Regions from separate parts of the Sus scrofa genome. Here region 2 is linked to region 1. The links are chromatin contacts, called in public HiChIP or PLAC-seq maps. All regions are on one chromosome and are shown on one strand. Each heading gives the region's core, a stretch centred on a gene start, on an enhancer-like site or on the middle of the called end of the contact. The rest is flanking DNA. Distances are from core to core; before and after follow the strand shown.

What was found. HiChIP or PLAC-seq counts read pairs in DNA pulled down with a chosen protein or histone mark.
Region 2: an H3K27ac HiChIP or PLAC-seq map of skeletal muscle shows a contact between it and region 1, with 2.3 times the contacts expected there. The contact joins two enhancer-like sites. A contact is called at or near these places in 1 of 47 Hi-C or Micro-C datasets (skeletal muscle) and 2 of 2 datasets of contacts at active chromatin or transcription factors (alveolar macrophages and skeletal muscle).

What each region holds. Positions count from the first base shown.
Region 1 is chr4:18,187,676-18,190,255 of Sscrofa11.1, reverse strand. No RefSeq gene overlaps it. Among named protein-coding and RNA genes, the nearest start is that of SNTB1, 100 kb to the left of the region's middle. Within about 2 kb of position 1,300, at least 4 of the 83 cell types and tissues checked have an H3K27ac peak or open chromatin away from gene starts, as enhancers often do. A contact at or near this core is called in alveolar macrophages and skeletal muscle, where this site is marked.
Region 2 is chr4:18,362,997-18,365,576 of Sscrofa11.1, reverse strand. All of the region lies in intron 2 of SNTB1 (beta-1-syntrophin), which reads right to left. Among named protein-coding and RNA genes, the nearest start is that of SNTB1, 76 kb to the right of the region's middle. Within about 2 kb of position 1,301, at least 20 of the 83 cell types and tissues checked have an H3K27ac peak or open chromatin away from gene starts, as enhancers often do. A contact at or near this core is called in alveolar macrophages and skeletal muscle, where this site is marked.

The sequences.
Region 1 (2,580 bases), core at 51-2,550:
TCTATGGTGACAGATGAAAACTAGACTTACCGTGGCGATCATTTTGTAATCTATAAAAATGTCGAATCACCATGTTGTATACCTGAAACTAATATAATATCATAAGTCAATTATAATTCAATAATAAAAAAGACGTTTTCTTCAGAGTGGGGAGAAATAGCTAAAAATCCAAGAGTTTTGAAGTTAGACAAATCTGGGTTTGAATCCTCATGCTTCACTTGCTAGTTTGTCTCCTAGGACAAGTCATGTTGCCTCAATAAGCTTCAGTTACCTCATCAATAGCATGGGGTTAAGAGTACCTACCCTGGAGTTCCTGTTGTGGCTCAGTGGAGTAAGAACATGACATAATGTCAGTGAGGATATGGGTTTGATCCCTGGCCTTGCTCAGTGGGTTAAGGACTCGGCATTGTTGCAAAGCTGTGGCGTAGATTGCAGATGGTGACTCAGATCCTGTGTTGCTGTGGCTGTGGTGTAGGCCTGCAGCTGCAGCTCTGATTTGAGAAAGAGTCTCTCCCCTATAGGACTGTTATAATTACTGGAATAAAGGGACATCTAGCAAGAGACTTTAAAAGGATTGCATTTCATCAGTTTGAGTCCCTTTAGGAAACAGATGATTCATTCAAATTGTGAAAGTATAGTAGCATGACTATTAAAAACATATATAGACAAGGTATAGTAAAACTACAAAAGGTACTTTAATATTCTGGAGCTAGCAGCTGCAGGCCTGAGGGTCTGGATAAAAGCAGTGTTTCCTAGACTTGGAGACAGAGTTGCATGCTGAGACCTCCATGGAGAGATGTGGCCAGACCTTGGCAACCACTGGGGGATTGAGAAATGAATAATGCAGGTTCCCTCCCTCACTCTCTCTTTTCTTCCTTCCAGTTCCTTCAGAGTCCTTTCAGTTGGCCAAACCCAACATGAAGCTATTTGGTAAGAGTGTCCATTAAGGTCACAGGAAGGGCTCAAGGAGGCAGAGCAGAGAATGATGGACAGTGGATCTGGGGGCGAATGGAACATACCCATCATGTTCCGTAAGTGTTATTCCCCTTCTTTTTTTCTTTCCGAGAGTGTGGACAAAAGAAGAATAAGCATGCAGTAGTGCTGTTACTAGTCTCTGAAAGACTGTGCCTTATATGTGAGTTCTATAGATTATGATGCATCACAGACATAGATCTGGAGTTGGAAACAAGCACCTACCAATCTTTATTTAAAGGCCAACGGGAGAAAAACAGATGGTCTAGTGGCTGACTCTCTGAGTGAGTGATGCAGAGAACTTGCTATGCTGGTCAGACATAAACAGGAGCTCCTGTTTCAATAGTGGCTTTTCAAGTTTACCTCTTGGCATGAAGCTCACTTTGGCAGAGGGTATCATATAAACAGGGCACATGCCCAAGCATGTAGGCCAGTCACTACTAGTTAGACCCATCTTCACCCCTGGCCCATGACCCACAGCTAGCTGAGAAAGGCAGGGCATCCTTTCAGAGAATGTCCTATGGACTGCTGAGATCCTTTCAAAATTTGTAAATGACTTGAAGGCCACCTTGGGAAAAGAATGCTTTGTCATTACCGGTGGGACAAATCTTTGATTCATTCCACTTGTAAAGCTTCTGACCTTTGAATAAACAACTCCTATAAATCAATCAGTCAATCAATCCATCAATCTCTCCAGCTGAATGGTAGCCCTCCATTGTCTTAATCCTCAGAACCTGTAAATGTTACCTTATTAAGAAAAAGGGTGTTTGTGAATGTAACTCAGGTAAAGGATAGTGAGATGAAGAGATCATTCTGGATTATCTGGATGGGCCCTAAATCCAATGCCAATTGTCTTTATACAGAGGACAAATACAATGAGGAGAAGCCTATATGATGATGGAGAAAGAGATGGGTGGGATGTGGCCAAAAGCCAAGAAAGCCAACAAACACTGGAAACTGGAAGAGGCATGGACTAGATTCCCTCTTAGAGCCTTTGTAGGGAGTGTGGCCCTGGTTGTAGACTTCTGGCCTCTAGAATTGTGACGGAATAAATTTCCATCCTTGCAAGCCAGCAAATTTGTGGGATTTGTTACAGTGGCCCTGGAAACTAATGCACTTCCTATGAAACCATCTGTGCTGACACCTTGACTGCTAAGCAAATCCAGTCTTAGCAGCTTGAAGAATGATAGAAATAGCGCAGAGAACGAACATCCTCAAACATATTTTTCGGAAGTTTGTGAGAAGCCATCTCATATCCTAGGAAGTCGTGCTATCTAATTTACACCTTAAGTGTAATAAAACATCACTAAGTTGTAAGAGAGGCAGAAGGAAGAGCATTGGAGGAAGGAATCACGTGTCCAAGATTCTAGTACTGGCTTTCCTATCCACTGGCTATTGACCTTGGGAAAGTCATTCAAGGGCTCCAAGCCTAGATGTGCTTATCTCTAAAATACTTGTCCCAGCCACTTTACAATATTGGCAAGAAGATTAAATTGCACAAGGTGCTTTGAAATAGTAAAGTGCTATCCACGGTGCTCCCGTCGTGGTGCAGGGAAAACGAATCTGACTAGGAATCATGAGGTTGCAGGTTCGATCCCTGGCCTCGCT
Region 2 (2,580 bases), core at 52-2,551, 180 kb before region 1:
CTAGGGGTCGAATTGGAGCTGTAGCTGCTGGCCTGCACCACAGCCACAGCAATGTCAGATCCGCGCTGCCTCTGCGACCTACACCACAGCTCAAGGTAATGCCAGATCTTAACCCATTGAGCAAGGCCAGGGATCGAACCTGTGTCCTCATGGATGCTAGTCAGATTCGTTTCTGCTGAGCAACGATGGGAACTCCATCTACCAATATGTTTTAAACAGAGAGTGGGGGTTAATGCCCCAGTGTCCCCACAGCTACTGTGCCAATGACCATGGCATCGGGTCAAAGTGCAAACATGGAGACCATGAAAGCCATCATCTCAAATCAACTTACTAAAGATGCACCCCCGGTTCTATTACCAAGCCCACAGTGCTGCTCTCATAAATTCTAGTTTAATAAATCTGAGTATGGGTTCAACCTAATTGAGAACCTACCCTATGCTAGGGACATACGTGTACATGTATATAATACATATAATGCATATGTGTAAATATATATATTATATAAATACAAATATATATATTATATAAATATATATATATATATATAAATACATTGTAGTTAGGCTCACTAGGATGGATTCTAACTTCAGTGCCATTGCAAAGTGAATGACTCTAGGCAAGTTATTTGGTATCTTTGCACTTCAATTTCATCTTCTGTAATGTGGGCATAATGACACTTATCTTTCACGTCAATTTAAAGATTTTTAAATGGTACATCTAGAGAGAGTTTAGCACCGTGCTTGCCATGGAGTGGCTTAATAAATAACAGCTAAGAAGAAAAAGTACAGTTGTTTTCAGTTAAATGAATAAAATGCAGTTTTATAAATCCAGGTCAAATTATACCCTCCTATTTTAGTTTGCTCAAGGGAGGAAAAAAAAAAAAAAGAATGTTTAGCTCTGTCTTTCTCTTTTAAAAAGCCTACACAACACACTGTAAATGAACTATACTTCAATAACATTTTAAAAAGAAAATAACATTGAAAAACTACACAGACAAAATATTAAGGAACCACACATTTCATAAAATGAGGAGGCGGCGGCAGCATCTTAGTTTCAGACCCAGAGAAAGTGGAAGGGGGTCATTGGCAAAGAATCAGAAAAGAATCAGGAGGCTCAATATCATCTCTCGGGGCCAGTTTATGAAATCCTGGTTGGATGGAATTTGGAAGAGATGACTTCTGAGACTTAAAATCCTGATTGCTTAATATTTCTTTAGAAAAAGTTATAGCGCCCTGGTCTTCCCGGGAGTCCCAGAACACTGGTGCAGGAAAGGATGTGGGAGAGTGCGCAGGCATCACGTCACGTCACGAGGGCGGAAGCCGGGGGCCCACTGAGAGGTGACTGGTCCCAAACTGCTCAACGAATAAGGTCCAAAGCCAGCACCAGAAGCCAAACCTGCAGATGCCTGTGGCAGAACTTTCCTATCATTCAGCAACCCAGCTGTTACTAGATATCATGGGTTTAATTCTGGGTAACGATTATGACTTGTTGAATTTTTAACTTCCCCGAAAATGAACTTCACCAGAAAACACTCAGCACTCCCCAGTGCTGTATAATTTCTGCAAAGGCGACGAGTATGACAATTTTATATCATGGAAATGGGAGGACTGTATAAAGCAGTGAGCAGTGTCTCAAAACTGGAGCTTCCTTTGACAGCCGTAGGAAGCAATTTGGCTCTTTTAAGATGCTTATCTTTCCATGAGGGGATGAAAATTAAAAGTTGGAAAGCTCAAACCCTTTGTAAAGATTTTATTACTGATGCTTTTAAGAGGATGCGGTGGGGGCTGTGTTCTTTTCTTCAAAGCGCTGATATGACTTGGTAAATCAGCTACTTTTTTTCAAGTCTCCCTTGGTTATCAAACAGCTCCCTGTAACTTGGTTATCAAATACCTTAACTCTCCTCATTTCTGCAACCCTCAACCACTGAGAGGAAGACAGCGTTATGGTTCATGATTTTAAAAAAAGCAAAGACATTCGAAATGATATTTATTATCTCTAGCAGAACTTACACTTTAGACTTTTCTGGTTACTCCTCATGATTAACCAGAAAAGAGGAAACCTCACTCGGGGGATGTGGGTTCTGGGTTCTTGAGCGTGAAAAGTTTTCCTTTTGCTTTTCACATCATGACGTCATTAACCTCCACGCAGAGTTGGCTGTTTCTGTTTTGAACAGAGAGATGGATGTTTTGTGAATAGGGAGTATATACGCTATTTCCTTGAGACTCTTGCAGGCTGACAAATAGAAAGGACTAGAAGTTTATACAATGCGCAGAGGTCAACTCCGTCTGCCCATGCTTTCAGGAGTTTATACTTTGGCATGAAACACATCATTGCTGGGGCAATTAGAACTATAGCTGTTAGGCAACGTCAGGAGTGCTAGTTTGTGTGACCAACATCACAGGGTTGACAAGAGAAAACTAATTTTATCCCAGAGGTGCTGACTGGGAATAAAATTACATGGATGCCAAGTATGAGGTGAATAAATACCAGCTCTGAGAAATACTCTAAGTGGTTAAAAAACAAAAAGTACTATAGTTTATTTCAGAATCACTGCCTGTTCTTCCCTCTTCCTAGAGTGAG